Linked DNA regions of Mus musculus: all the other regions are linked to region 4. Evidence: chromatin contacts called from public HiChIP or PLAC-seq and promoter capture Hi-C data. All regions are on one chromosome and are shown on one strand. The core of a region is the stretch at or near the end of the contact, and the rest is flanking DNA. Distances in the headings are between cores, read along the strand shown.

What was found. Promoter capture Hi-C pulls out the DNA fragments that hold promoters and counts their contacts. HiChIP or PLAC-seq counts read pairs in DNA pulled down with a chosen protein or histone mark.
Region 1: a promoter capture Hi-C map of liver shows a contact between it and region 4, with 3 times the contacts expected there. The contact joins the promoter of Stac2 here to the promoter of Rapgefl1 in region 4. A contact is called at or near these places in 3 of 39 promoter capture datasets (liver and pre-B cells).
Region 2: a FOXA1 HiChIP or PLAC-seq map of pancreatic cancer cells shows a contact between it and region 4. The contact joins the promoter of Plxdc1 here to the promoter of Rapgefl1 in region 4. A contact is called at or near these places in 2 of 115 datasets of contacts at active chromatin or transcription factors (pancreatic cancer cells and pro-B cells) and 1 of 9 other capture datasets (pancreatic islet).
Region 3: a contact with region 4 is called in a promoter capture Hi-C map of liver, with 2.8 times the contacts expected there. The contact joins the promoter of B230217C12Rik here to the promoter of Rapgefl1 in region 4. A contact is called at or near these places in 1 of 39 promoter capture datasets (liver) and 1 of 115 datasets of contacts at active chromatin or transcription factors (pancreatic cancer cells).

Annotation. Positions count from the first base shown.
Region 1 is chr11:98,051,987-98,055,562 of GRCm38.p6, forward strand. Stac2 (SH3 and cysteine rich domain 2) reads right to left here and starts at 1,476. Exons shown (of 11, transcript NM_146028.4): 1 at 907-1,476. The coding sequence starts at 996.
Region 2 is chr11:97,984,365-97,988,462 of GRCm38.p6, forward strand. It overlaps Plxdc1 (plexin domain containing 1), which reads right to left and starts at 2,082. Exons shown (of 14, transcript NM_028199.3): 1 at 1,874-2,082. The coding sequence starts at 1,952. n-TCgca55 (a tRNA gene) reads right to left here and starts at 3,953; the gene lies at 3,882-3,953.
Region 3 is chr11:97,838,900-97,842,593 of GRCm38.p6, forward strand. B230217C12Rik (RIKEN cDNA B230217C12 gene) reads left to right here and starts at 2,236. Exons shown (of 3, transcript NR_169086.1): 1 at 2,236-2,330; 2 at 2,575-2,677; 3 at 3,285-3,694.
Region 4 is chr11:98,834,929-98,838,499 of GRCm38.p6, forward strand. Rapgefl1 (Rap guanine nucleotide exchange factor (GEF)-like 1) reads left to right here and starts at 1,857. Exons shown (of 15, transcript NM_001080925.1): 1 at 1,857-2,745. The coding sequence starts at 2,226.

The DNA of each region.
Region 1 (3,576 bases), core at 226-2,725, 780 kb before region 4:
GGAGTGGGAGGTGGAATGTAAGCGACAGCCTCCCCCACCTCTTTCAGTGCCCGCAGTCTGGGCTCCGCCTGCCTTCATAGGAGAATAATTTATTCATTGTGACTCCCGCAAGAGTAACAATCATAGATAATTAGGGTTAATTATGACATTCATTAATTACGATGACTTCTTCTTTTGATTCTGCCCTCTCTCCTCCCCTCTCCTGGTTCTCCAAGCGGGGGGTGGGGCTGCCTCTGGCTCTGGAACCGCAACACTCCGGGTCCCCGCCCGCCACCGACGGCCCGCGCTGCCGCAGCCCCCAGCGCCGGCTTGAAAGCTGCGCACCCGGGGCCGCAGCCTTTCGGGCCCCCAGCCTAACCGGTCCGCGAGGTGCGTGCCAGGCTGCTGTGGGTCAGAGAGGGACGCCGGAGACACACAGAGGAGCACGTAGGGAAGCAAAGAGAAGCGGAGAGTCTGCACGCTCCGAGGAGACGGTTGTGGCTAGGAATTCAGAGGCAGGAGAGAGGGGGCCCCGGGGAGCCGCAGACAGCGATGTGGCGGCCCCGGGAGGGTGCGCCCCGCACGCACACACGCGCGCGTACACCGGCCCACACCCGCTACACACGGCCACACACGCCCTGCGCCTCCGCTGCGCCGATTCCCTCCAACAAAGCCGAGTTACAACCGCCCAGGAGGGAGCCGGAGCGCGTCGGCGCCTCGCGCGTTCTGGCGGGTCGTGCTCGTGTGATCTGCTCCTTGGGTCCCCTCGTCGCGAACCCTCTCCTCCTTCCCCGGCACGGCGCGCAGCCTTAGGAATCACGCGGGCCCGGTTTAGCTTCCGTAACCCCAAAGGGACCCAGCCACTGTGATCAGCGCTCCAAGTCAGAGATGCCCGGGCGGGGCCAGGCCTCGCACCCCACGACTTACCTTGGTTTCTTGGAGGGTGGAGACGGTCCCTGGGGGGGTATGGGTGGCCGCGTCATCCGGTTCATTCTCCTTCTCGCTCATTTCGGTCATGGTTGGGGTATAAAGGAAGAGAGGGTGCGGAGACCCGACGGCAGGCCCGCTGGGGTCAGGCTGTGAGTGGCGGGCGTCTCTTTGGGACTCTCAAGCCTTTCTCCAGGGGCAGCTCTTCAGTGACCCCAGGAGAAACCCTCCCAGGCAAAGCAGCCCCCTAACCCCAGGCACCAGGGGAGAAAGTTGTCGGTGTGGCAGGGGAGAGGGAGGCAATTACCCCGAGCCGCGGAAGCTGGACGACCCGGGGTGTGAGGACCAAGGGTCTGCAGAGGATGCTGCGCTCCGCGGGAGGAGGAGGGAAGTAGGGATGCGCGGATGTGCAAAGCCAGGGAACGACCGAGCTGTCCGAGTCCGGCCGGCTCCGCCGTCCTCTGCGCCCGCCCCCCATCTCCCTCCCCCTCCCCGCGCCGGCCCCAGCCTTGCACCCGGCGGCCCCTCCGCCCAGTCCTAGCCTCCCAACTTTGATTTAGGAGGTCGCCTGGTCCCTCCCCCTTCCCTCCGCCACTCCCCCGCGCAGCTATGCAAATGAAGGTTCTCAGCTATTGGCTGCGGTGGTGGCTAGGAGGGCCAGCTGGGTGGAGTCTTGGGGGGCTCGACAAGATGGGGAGGGGTTTGGAGGGTAAAGAAGCGGAGGGGTAGTTTTACAATGGAAAGCCCGAAATGGGGGCCGATAGGTGGGGAGACAAAATTGAAGGAGGGCTGGGACAATGATACTAGAGTCTGGAAATGCAAATAATTCGAGGATGCCGCAGAATAGCCGAGAGGAAAATCAAAGTTACAGCGTTCTGATAGTGCACATTGGAAGATGCCGCACCTTGACAGAGAAAAAGACCCGCTCGCCCCATTAACTTGATGCCTTTCTAGAATCTCATCAAATTATACATACCACTACTAGACTTATAGACGCTCCCTGAAGCAGAGAACAGGCTGTTTTGTGTGTGTTTATGATCCGCGTGCTCTTATGTCTGACTGTATGAGAAGCGCACGTGTGAGTTTGGTTGGCAGAGGTTAGCTTCCAGTTCCATTCCTCAGGAGCCATCTACCAAGAAATTTGAGTCTGAGTCTCTCATTGTAAGCCAATTTGGCTAGAGTGGCTGGCCGTGGAGCCCCAGAAATCCTGTCTACTTTCCCAGTGCTGTGGATTTGGCCCTTTTAAATAGAGGCTGGAGATTAAAGTCAGGCCCTTATACTTGAATGATTTTAAACTATCCTAGCGTGCCGGGGCGTGGTGGCACACACCTTTAATCCCAGCACTTGGGAGGCAGAGGCAGGAGGATTTCTGAGTTCAAGGCCAGCCTGGTCTACAGAGTGAGTTCCAGGACAACCAGGGCTACACAGAGAAATCCTGTCTCAAAAAACCAAACCAAACAAAACAACAACAACAACAAAAAACTATCCTAGCAGTCTACATTTTTTATTTTTGAGACAGGGTCTGTCTATGTCTCCCAGGTTGGCCTGGAATGCACTATGTAGCCCAGGCTGGCTTCAAACGCATCATCTTCCTGCTGCAGTCTCCCTAATGTTAAGGTTACAGACTGAAGACACCTTAATGAGTCAAAAGTGAAGCCAAACCAGGCATGGTGGTGCATGCCTATAATACCAGCAACCGAGAGCCAGAGGAAGCCATATCTCTCTGTGAATTTCAGGCCAGTCTCATCTACAAAGTAAGTTCAGACCAGTTAAGATTATAGTGAGATCCTATCTCAAAAGAAAAAATAGCCGGGCGGTGGTGGTGCACGCCTTTAATCCCAGCACTTGGGAGGCAGAGGCAGGTGGATTTCTGAGTTCCAGGCCAGCCTGGTCTACAGAGTGAGTTCCAGGACAGCCAGGGCTACACAGAGAAACCTGTCTTAAAAACTAAAAACAAAAAACCAAAATCAAAAACAAAAAAATAAAAAATAAAAATAAAACAAAACTCAAACTGAAAAAAAGGCTAGGGCAGACAGCTTTTCGTTGTGGATGGAAAATCAGGCAACCATGAGCCTTAGTTTTCCTGTCTGGACTTGAGCAGAAATGGACTTCCATTATCATCCAGGAAGTCTCCAAACCTCTCTAAGTTAGGCTCTTCTAAAATCCTGCAACACCTGAAATATGGTCACCCATAGGCCCTGGTGTTCTCTCCCCACTCAGTCTGAAGGTGCTTCCTCTTATTCCTCTTCCTCTTCTAAAATATCTTTATTCTTATTTTATGTGCATTAGTGTTTTGCCTACATGTGTAGGTGTGAGAGTGTCAGATTCCCTGGAACTGAAGTTACAGACAGTTGTGAGCTGCCACATGGGTGTTGGGAATTGAACCCAGATCCTCTGGAAGAGCAACCAGTGTTCTTAACCACTGAGCCATCTCTCCATCCCCTAAAGGTGCACCTTCTAATGCATGGCTATAAACCCGTACTTATTTCCCCAGGCCTTCTGTTTTTCAGCACCCTTCTGGCCCTGAGCCGATTTGGCCTGATCAAGGATGCTATGTGTGGATGGAGACACGTCTGGGCTCATGCGTGCTGCCTCCTCTGCTGTCGGTGGTGGCACTCAAGGACTCAGGTGATGGAAGCGACCAGCTCCATGTGAGGCCTGAAGGGCAGA
Region 2 (4,098 bases), core at 832-3,331, 850 kb before region 4:
TCTGTGTGTATCCTGGATGTCTTTGGTTTCTCTGGGACCAGACCATCAGTGACCCCTTCCTGGGCCTGGAGGCCATCTTCCTCTCTGCCTGACTACAGGCTGCTTCTGGGCTCTCCTCAGTAGACTCCTTCCTTCTTCAGGTCATCGATGCCTCCTGTGTCCCTTGTAAGGATGATGATGGGAACAAGACTGTAGGGATGGAGGAACACCAGCCCTGATGGGGACACCATTGCCCCAGGTGGAGCTAGGCCTCCTTGGGTCCCCCACTCCCACCCCCTCATTGACCTCAGGGGCTCTATCATACAGAGCAAGCAGCCAGTCTCCATGAAGGACCCCTCCCAGCCTTCCCCATTCCCCCACATCCTCAGATGGCCTCTACAAAACCTTACTACCAAACCCAGCCCAACCTGGGATGAGTCAACAATTGCCCTGACGGCTTTTTACAGCTTCCTAGGGTCTAACCTCAATCTCACTTGCTGCAGATGCCCGATGTCTTCCAGATGAATCTAAAAGCAGAGACGGCTAAGTAGTCTGTACTTACAAAAGTGACACTTGTCTCTGGGTCCCCTGATGTAGCCAGCTCCCTTCCTCAACCCTCTCCTCGGCCCAAATCCCTCATCAACCCAGCCATATCTGAGTTCAGGAAACACACCAGCCTAAGGCTGAAAAGGACTCGGGACTTAACCCACTCAGTCCCTTTCTAGTTACCATTTTAAGATAAATTATCAGTTGCCTGTACCTGTCCGAGAAGTAAAGAATATCTTAAGGGGGAAAAATAATCTTTCATAACTCCACCTTCAAGAGCCAAAGATTTAGTCAAGAACCTCTTTTTATACATCAAAAACTGAGCCCAGAGAAAGTAACTTGGGTAAGTAACTCGCCCAAGGTCACACAGCAAGTGAGACAACAGAACTAAAAGCTAAGTGCTCAGCTACCTTCTGTGGGAGCCACCATGGACACCGATGGGTCCACACTAGTCTCTGGACATGTGACTTCTCTGTCCTCTACCCCCGCAGTCACCACCAGCATCCTCCACTCATACCATCTCATCCCAACCCAGATTCATTTGGACTACCTACCTACCGTGACCATCAAAGTCAAGAACACAGTTAGGCACTATGCTGACACAACAGCAAGTGGGACACTCACTTCCCTTTTAAGGAGCTTGTGAAATCACCCTTATTCCCAGCCCCCACCTCCCCGAGAAAGCCTGGGTGCAGAAACTAAACCATATATATTTTTAAAAACGGCCTTTCTTGATAACGTGAGGGATTCAAAGTAGATCCCTGAAAGGACCTCAAGAGGAAGAAATGGCTTGAGAAACTGGTCTAGAGGAAAGAGGAGTGTGCAGAATGGAAGCTCCTCCTCCACCCTCACCCCCTTACCTCCATGCTCAGCCTGTGCAACTGAGAACCGAGCAGAACCTAGCAGGGGGGAGAAGGGAACCCTTGACCCTGGGAGATCGGGGAGCAGCTGGCTGCTTTTTCCTGGGGTCCCTGCCTCTCCACCAGTACGCAATAGGTAGGGGAAGCAAGTTAGACGGCCAGGCTGGTGCCAGGATGTCTCCCATCCTCCGGCGACTCCCACGCAGTCACAAGCCCAACTGGGACCCCACCTAGAGCAGCTGAGAGAGGCAGCAGGGAAGAGCATGGAAAAGAAAAGCAAACGCCTCTCTGAAATGATCGCCGGTCCCTGTGACTATTCTGGAGACCCCGGCCTGGGTCCCTCCACGTCCTTCCGACAGCAGTAGGAGGTGCGCACCCTCTGTGCGCACACAGAGAAAGTAGGGTCCTTGTCCCCTATCCCTGGCGTCCTGAGGACAGGACCCAGGTCCCGCTGGCGGGTCTGCACCTGCCCTGGCCGCGCGTCCTACCTGCGGGTGTTGCGGGACTGAGCGCGCGCGCGGCCCCGCGGAGTAGCAGCAACTGCAGCAACCAGAGCTGAGCTCGCATGGTGGGCGCGGACGACCTCCGGGTCTGCGCGGCGGCGGCGGCGGCTGCAGAGGGAGCAGCCCCGGGCTGGGCGAGCGGGGAGCGGGAGCGGAGCGGGCAGGGCGAGCGAAGCACGGCGCTGCGGCCTTGGGGAGCGCGGGCGGGAGAACCCAGAGGGCGGGGCGCAACGCTGGGGTCCCCGCCTCCCGGAGCTCCGCGCCGCACCCCACGGGACCCGGGACCGCGCCGGGACATCTCTGGTTACCGAGAGAACCCCGCTGCCCCAGAAACCTAAGTAAAAGGCCGAGGTGAAGGGCCCCAGGAAGCGCCCCTACTTGGGCCGTTGGCTCCCACCACCCATCCCAAGAGCATGCGACTTTCTGAGCTAGTCCTTGTACTTCTGTGGCTTCCTGGTGTTCTACATAAGTGCACACACAGACACGCACCAGGAATCTCCCGCAGTCGAACCGCGCCCCCCCCCCCCGCCCCCCAGCTTCTACCCCAGAAGAGGCACGAATTGCGTCTCCCCAGTTGACTGCTTCACAGCCCATCTCCAGCACCGACCCCACCCCATTCCATCCCACACCCACACCCCCCTCCCGTCCAGCAGACATGTAGGTGCTCGAGACTGGCACATTCCCACTTTGAAACAGCTCGGTGCCCCTTCCACAGAAAGGCCAGATCAGTCCAAGATAGACCCAGAGCCAGAAGTGGCGCCCACTGCCACCACACTTTACCGGACTCTGGGAATAGGGCACTTCCCCCCCACCCCACCCCCTTCAAGTATGGAATAAAAATACCCGCAATTTAGGAGATTTAATAGACGGCATGGAATCAGGTCAAGGCACGAAGGTGCCTGTGACCTACTTCATGGGAAGGAGAAGAACTGGGGCCTAGAGAGTGGAGAGGACTGAGGGGCCCCTGGCTTCCTCTGTGTAGGGGACCTGGAGAGTGCGGAAAGAAAGGGTGCAGAGACTGCTTCCTGGGACTTATCCCCAGAAGAAGGCTGCAGCTGGGGACAGAAGTAGAGTGTGGGCTTAAGTAGGTGAGTGGCCTGGCACTGAGGTCAAAAGAAGGACCAAGAAAGGAAATGAATCCCAGTGTCACTCTCCTCTGGGTCCAAAAACCTAGAGGTGGTCTCCCCAAGACCTCAATATAATATTATGTAATACTATGAGCCAAGGCAAGCCCCGCAACCAAAGGGACTTTTGTTAGTTTTCCAGGTAAGGACTAACGCCGTCGACCAGGTTGGTTTCGAACTCACGATCACTCTTCAGTTTATTGAAGGGATTACAGAGGTGAGCCCACCAAACCTAGCCAGCCATTGACTTTCTAATTCCTTGCCTGAATTCTCCCAGGACAGCCTCTGGGGTATCGAAGAAACCGTCCCTTCCAGATGTGGCCTCCTACCGCCACCCAGTGGACCCGTGATGAGCCACGGGGCTGCCGTTTAGCTGATCTCTTGAAGAGTTAAGAGACTGCCCGCGCAGGCGCCGCGAAGGGCCTCTATAGTGTTCCAAGATGGACCTCCAGCCTCAATTCTGGTGTCGTCGTGCGCGGTCAGTCTCGGTGCCCGTTCTCCATAAAGTCTTGTATTGGGGCTCAGGCAAAAGCAACAACTTGGAAATATTAGAAGCAAATGGCGTGGACAAGTTTCTAACCGTAAGCCTCTAGAACTTGAGCATGCACGGGAAGTACTTCTCAGAACGCATATTTCTAGCCCCACCCAGGGATAGTTCACTGGGTCAGAGAGGAGGCCAAGAATCTTCATGTCTAGCACGAGCCCAAGTCCCGTGGTGCTAGTCACATTCGGAGAGCCACTGCCCTGAAAATTCCCAGTTCCTTACCACCGTCCCCGCTCCCTGACTGTTTGGGAGTTGGCGATGGAAATATTGCCATAAAAATATGCGGGACGTAATAAGGTCTTCCAAAGAAAAGAGTGAGCCTGCTAGGGGGCACCCGGATTTGAACCGGGGACCTCTTGATCTGCAGTCAAATGCTCTACCACTGAGCTATACCCCCTCTGCCGGTAGCTTTGCGTCAGTTACTACTTGGTGCTAGTCTAGCGCAGGCGCACTAAAGCGTCTTTAAAAGGGAAGACTGATTCGAAGTTATCAAGAAACACGAGGACCTGACCTACCAGATTACTAGCTTCAAAACAAAAGCT
Region 3 (3,694 bases), core at 986-3,485, 1.0 Mb before region 4:
CTCACTCTTCCTACCCTGACACTTGCTTTCTCCTTGAGGACATAGCCCGGCCCTTCAGTGACATCACCAGTGACAGCTCTGCCCACCCTGGGGTACTGTCACACTCGAGGCTGGCATTCCCTGAGTTCAGAGGGCCCCTCACACTGTCCTCCCTCTTCAGTTAAGCATCTTCCTTCTAGCCACCAGTGTCCTCCTGGACAGTTGGGAGGTGTCATTCATTCAAGTTCCTGCTGGCCTTGGGAAGCAGGCTACTCTGCAAGAGTTCAAGCCAACCAGTGAGCTCAGCTCAGGCTTTCTAGCCCAGAGTGTACTGCCACGTTTGACTTGTAAATTGATAGCAAGTAGGACAGCCCACAGAGCCACGGAGCCTGGAGAAACCCTCCACAGGGTAGTCTGGCAGGCAGCGGGAGGCAGTCTTCCCTCTCCCGTCTCCCAGCTCTGGGATGGCCCGTCCCCAGCCAGCTTGATGGCAAACACTGCAGCCTCTTTGCTCCTGGGAAGGCATCTGTGCTGAGCAATACAGCACCGCTGGACCCTGACTCCTGGTCGGCAGCCACCTGGCCAGAGGCTTTGTGGAGAGGGGCATTTCCTACCTGGGTTTCACGTGAAAGCATTCTCTGGACTCCCTCCGGAACAGCAGGGAGAGGCAAGGGCTAAGTGTAATCTGAGTGAGCTGAGTGTGGGGAGTGCTCCAGGCAGGGGAAGGACCTAGCAGCGTTCGAGTTTCCCAAGAGCAGCCCAAAAGCCTGTGACCCAGTGTGGCCTTGTCTGCTGGACTCGCCTGCTCAGGAGGGCTCCCCTCTTGAGAGTGGACTAAGTTCCTGTTAGAAAGGGTGTTACTGGCCGGGCGCAGTGGTGCACGACTTTAATCCCAGCACTCGGGAGGCAGAGGCAGGTGGATTTCTGAGTTTGAGGCCAGCCTGGTCTACAAAGTGAGTTCCAGGGCTGCAGGGAAACCCTGTCTCAAAAAACCAAAAAAAAAAAAAAAAAAAAAAAAAAAAAAAAAGAAAAGAAAAAAGAAAGGGGGTTATTAAGATCTCAAGGTCTAGACCCTTCAAAGAAAATATTTGGGGAGAGTCTAAGAATGCCAGACCTTAGAAACTGACCTATAGAAATCCTTTCCTTTTTAATAAACAGTTGGTACACAACACAAAGCAGAAAGAATCAAAATACATCGCAGTGGGTGTGGGTTTTTTTTTTTTAATGTGATTGTTTATGTATGTGTGTGTACACCAAAGGGCATGTGTGGACATCACAGGACAACTAACAGAAAGGAGTCCTTGTCTTTCCACTGTGGGCCCCAGGGATTGAACTCAGGTCCTCAGGTTTGGTGTACAACACCATTACCCCTTGAGCCCTATCATTGAGTTTTTGTAAGATTCGGTCCCTCAGAAGAAACCACATGAAAGCCAGCTGTAATGGCAGTGCTCAGAGGCTGAGAGGTAGAGTCAGGAGAATCCAGTCAAGGGCCAGCCTGGGCTAACTGAGACTCCCTCAAGACAAAATAAAACAACAACAATAATTAATAATAATACAAAAAGAAACAACAAAACCATGCTTGGATTTGCATCTCTAGACACTAGGAGCGGGTGTGAGTGGGTTTTTTGCTGTTTTCTCTGATGACGACACGAGGTAAATTCAGAAGATCCAGAGAAAACAAACGGGGGAAACTGGCACCACAGAAGGGAAGGAGAGACCTCATGTGACACAAATGAGCTTGGGCTCTGAGGATCTCCCAGACCAACAAGGCAAGCCAGCGTCTGGTGGAATGTGAGAGGCTCGCTTTGACTCCTGCCCCCTATTGACAAGTTGTTAAATTTATCACGCAAGCTCCTGACCACCCTTGAGCTCAGGCTTTAAAAGACTTCAGACTGGTTGAAATGACCCCCAGCACAGTGAGAAAACTCAGATCCATGCCCAGGGTCGCCCTACCCCCACCCCTCGCCTCCTGAGACTCACATGAGACCTTCCTCTATGTTCTCTGAACTAGGTAATGGCCCACAAAACTGGCAACAATTTGTCTTCTGAGATAGATTACCAGAGATGTGTGAGAGGGAGAAGGAAAAAGGAAGGCAGAAAAATCCATTCCTAAGGAGTCTGTAGAGATCCTCCGCTCACACCTTCCGGAGCAGCCCACTCAGTGCAGAAACTGTATCTAAATAGAGATAGCGGTTTTTTTGTTTTGTTTTTTTTTTTCCACACAAAGGGGCGGGGCTGGCTTCCTGGGAAGAAATTAAACCTCTCCGGTTTTGCCTGGTCTAAAAGTAGCTGTTCCCTGGTTACCCACCGTGGACTTTGTGATTGGCTGGCCGTGATGGTGGAGGTGGAGAGTAAGTTGCTGATGGGGTTGCAGCATCCCTTAGCTTCAGGTCCCCGGGAGGGGGAGGGAACAGGAAGCGGGAGGGAAGAGGAGCCATTTCTCCGCGCTGACCGACCTCCACGCTTGCAGCTCCCACTTCCCCGGAATCGAGGGGACTCCTCTGCTTGTACTGAGCCATGCTGGATATTTTCATCCTCATGTTCTTTGCCATCATAGGCCTGGTGGTTCTGTCCTACATAATTTACCTTCTCTAGTGGCCTGGCGCTGCAGGGGCTGCGAGGGGAAGGATGGAGCTGAAGGGCCGAGCATCCTGCTTGCTGACGCACCGGTGGAGTTTTGCTTCTGGTCATTATTCGGGTATTGATTAAAAAAAAAAAATGAAAAGAAAGCTTGTTTTTGTATCTATTTGTCATACACATTGACGTAGCATTTCTTGGATCAATGTGAAAAGAATAAGAAAGGCCAGCTTTCTTTGGGAATTGATTTAAAATGTTATTTCTTAAAAATAAACATCACTACAAATAAGTAAATAAATAAATATAAATAAAATGCACTAGGTTTTAGGTAGGATGGGAGGGAGTGTGCTGGGGGGTGGAGGGGGACAGACTATTATTTCCTAATTTCCTTCCAGGTAGATGCAAAACCAAGTTGTCCATTCTCTCCTGACAATGACTACAGTACATCCTTATGTGTGGACAAGGCAGTTTTCAAATCTGCTGGCATAATTGTATTCATTAATTCACTGCTGCGCCATAACTGCATTCATTAGTTCACTAGTGATTAACTCCCACTTGAGAAAAAATAGCAAATGAAACCTACTTGGGGTAAGGGGTGAGGGAGATGCCCACTTTCCCCAGTTGTGTAGAGGAATGGGGAGGATTCTCAGAACTCCTGCTAGTTCCTGACCAGTAGGGGTACCCCTGCTGCAGTTTGCAGCTGACCATTGTTTTTGGGTTTCCCACAGCTCCTGTGTCGGGTCCAGCAAGAGGCCTCTCACCACCAGCAGCAATCCTGAGGCCCAACTGATCTCTTCCAGTGTATCCGGATGTGGCTGACCCTTGGCACGAAGGCATTCTGTGAGGCAGGGGCACTCCTGGGGACATCAGGAGTTAGTCCAAGAATGCCAGCCACTGGCAGCTGCTGCATGCGATTGAGCTGTAGACAGGGACTATTCAGAATATGGAAGATTGGAACAGTGAAGTCAGAGTGGAGACTGCCCAAACATTCATATGGACAGCCTTTCCTTAGGTCTAAATGCAACTGCACACGATGCTAAAATATTCTTTGCTTTCTGCTTCACAAGCAGGCGTTCCCTTGTAACCTCAAGGGCAAACACTGATCAGTAATTTACAGTTTGTACAGCCTGAGGTTGCG
Region 4 (3,571 bases), core at 607-3,106:
CCACTGTTAAGTAATTGAATACCACCCTACCATTCTCTTCGGTTTTCTCATGGTAATGTAGATGCCCTATCAGTTTTCCCGCTGTGGGTCAGTCCATGGACCTACCTGTAGGTGACTCAAAACATCAAGGATTTGCAATTGCCAGATCTTCTTACAGCTGCAGTTGACCTAGAGCAGTGATTTCCAACACTGGCTGTTTGAATCACCTGGGGAGCTTTCTAAACTAACAGAGACCTTGGGCCTGCCACAGGATCCCATAATGGATCTAGGGTGTGACCTGGACATCAGCAATTCCAAAAAGCTCCCATGCGGTTTCAGTGTGTAGCCAGAACGGAAGCCACTGCTGCTCCAGGAGGACCACAAATTAATGCTTCCTTTGCTTCTGATTCAAGGTCTTGAATGTAGTGACTGCCACTTTCTGTAACTGGAAGGGTCTAGAGTCCGATTCCCCAAGCATTTAGTTTCTAGAAGTCTCTCGGTCCCTTTTTATTTCCAGCTCCCACACCCTTCACACTCCCCAATTTTTCACCCTTCCTAACCGACAATCCCAAATCCTGCCCAGAGAAGAGGTTACCAAGGCAACCGGCTTAATCTGGTAACTGTGGCATGTGCAGAAGAGAAGCCCTCCCCTCTTCTTGGTTCCTAAAAGGTTACCTGGGGAGCTCTAAGCCACTCTGGCCAGTTCCTACTTCCAACCTTAAGAGAGGCCGAGTGTCCAATTAAGGCTGTCCAGGAAACCAATGCTCAGATCCAGCTTCATAGCAAAATCGGAGCTTTTTTTTTTCTTTTTCTTTTTCTTTTTCTTTTTTTTTTTTTTTTTGTTCCCTCTCCAAATCCCCAGATGGGTGTGCAGAGCTTTATTTCTGTGAACACATGCTCTAGCACACATGGAACTGAGTTTGCACCGACAGCAACACAAGTGTAGTACACACCCTGTCAGTTTCACCACTCCCAGCTCTTAGCATTCCTGTCCATCCATGCCTTGCTGAGGCACAGTAAACAGGGGTGGGACTTTGCCCAAGGAACACCAGCCCACCAGGAACCCGGTGCCACTCCTTCACCATGTATACCAAGCCTGGATGTGTTCACACTGTCTCTACAGCCCCATCCTAGTGGAGTGTACCCTGGGAGACAGAATGCTCTGGCGTAGCCACCAGGAGTAAGGGCAATATTTCTCCCATTCTATGGCTATATACACTAATGTGCTAGGTGATGGATGATAGTTGGCAGTTTGGGGACTTACACATCTCTTCAGTCTTGCTTCCCTTCGCTACCACCTGGGCTAAGATGCCCTTGTGCTTTTGGTCGTCTCTTTCAGTCTACTATCTCTTTTCACCCCAATTAGACCTGCCACAACCTGCTGGCCTCTGCCTGGCTCTTTCCTACTTGCCAGTACTTGCCTTACAGGGCGGCCCTGCACCACCCCCTAAACCCTATCAGAAAGGAATATGGGTACCGCCCCCAGTGCCAATACCAGTTTACCCAAGACGCCGTCCCAGCCCTTCTCAACAGGTGGAAGATAATGACCAAATAAAATTGTGGGAAAGATGCAAAGAGTTCAGCAGTCTTTATAAGCCTCACCTGTGCACAGGTAGGCGTGCCAAGGTCAAACATATGCCCTGGTTATTTGAAATGCTCAAAAGAGACCCGGTAATCAAGAGCCAGGAGTCCTCTGCTTTGGTAGATCTCTCCCTCGCCTTTGCCCTTCTGCGACTGTCAGAAACCCAAGTCCTAATTTTCCTCGCGGTCAGCGCCAGAGCCCAAGTTCAAGCCTCGCGCGGCCGGGCGGGGGCGGGCCTAAGCAGGGTAGGGGCGGGGACTGGAGGAGGGGGCGCGGTCTCAATTCTGCCACCTTCCCCGGGGCCAGGAGCGCAGCCGCCGCCGCGTCCTCAGCCTTGCGCTCCGCCCGCTGCCTCTGTCGCCTCAGCCCGGCCCCGGAGCGCTGAGACGGGGACACCAGCCCCTCAGCCTGCCAACCCTTCGGCCGCAGCCGGCATGGGGGGCCGCTGAGAGCGAGCTCCTCTTCCCTCTGGCACCTCCCCCGGCCACTGGCCACTGGACTCTGGCCAGCGAGGCTCGGCCACCTCTCGCTCGCAGTCCGACGCCTGGCACGGCCCTCGGCTCTGCTCCCCCGGCTCTGAGCATCGTGTCCCCGCCTCCCCCCGCCCGCGCCTGGGACACCTGGGTCCCCCGGCGGCCCCTAAGAGAGGGGCGGGGGGGGGGGCATGAAGCCACTGGAGAAATTTTTGAAGAAGCAGACGTCTCAGCTGGCGGGGCGAGCGGTGACTGGAGGTCCCGGCGGGGGTCCGGGTTGCTGCGGAGGGCCTGGAGGGGGTGGGGGCCCTGGTGGGGGCGGCGGTCCGGCCGGGGGACTGCGGCCACTGCAGCGGCGTCAGAGCGTGTCTCGCCTGCTGCTCCCAGCTTTCCTCCGAGAGCCCCCAACCGAGCCCGGGCTGGAGCCGCCCGTTGAGGAGGAAGGGGGAGAGCCATTAGGGGTCTCTGAGGAGCCGGGCAGTGGGGGGCCCTGTTGGCTGCAGCTAGAGGAGGTTCCCGGGCCTGGGCCGATAGGATCTGGGGTGCCCCTGCGCTCTCCTTCCTCGTACTCCTCAGATGAGCTATCCCCCGGCGAACCCCTGGCTTCACCACCCTGGGCCCCCCTGGGCGCCCCCGAGCGGCCAGAGCATCTTCTGAACCGGGTTCTGGAGCGCCTGGCTGGAGGGACCACCAGGGACAGCAGCGCCTCAGGTAAGCCTGCTCATCCATCCCAGAGCAAGAGAGCACGGGGTTGGGGGTGGGAGGTGAGGGATTGGCCCGGGGGATGCTCCCTGATTGTTTTTTCTTGTCCTCAGTGTTGGTGTAGAGGATGAGGGGAAGCCCGAAGTAATGTAGGGGAAGGGGCATGGTAATGCGCACCCACCTTCCTCCCCACATTAGCTTCATTCTAGGGGAAGAAGGGAAACCATCTCTCTCCTTCAACTACCCTCCCTCTCTCTCGGCTATTTAAGCCAGTCTCCCACGAGCCCTTGATACTGCCTACCTCCTCCCACGCCCCTAAATTAGGGCCTGACACCCTAAGGTGGACGCTTTCCCGCTGAGGTTGTACGCTGCCCTCCAGACCATAGCTGAGGCCTGAAAACCGCTGACAGGAGTCCCTGGCTGTGTAGGAGCGCCTCACTTGGTGGGGCCATGTGGATAGTCACAGAACTCGGCTGCTTTTATTGGGGATGAATTCGAAGGTCTCTAAGGGAAGATACCAGGAGACTGCAGCATCCAGAAGGCTTTGGGCCTCCGTAGCACCCACCCTTCCCATGCCATGCCTCAGCAGAGGGCCTTTTTTAAAAAAATAATAACCACACCCTGAGAAGCCTGAGATGATGCCATTTCACCCACTATGAGAATGCCAGCACCCTATTAAAGGGCTTCTGAGGAACGTAGGCCCCCACATCGCTAGTTGGAATAGATGTAGAGATATCAGGGTCTTTAGATCTAACTAGGCACTCCACTAAACCCAGAAGGGGCTTAGGGTTGAGAGACCAAGCTTGAGACCCTAAAGAGGAGGGTGTTAGGAGTT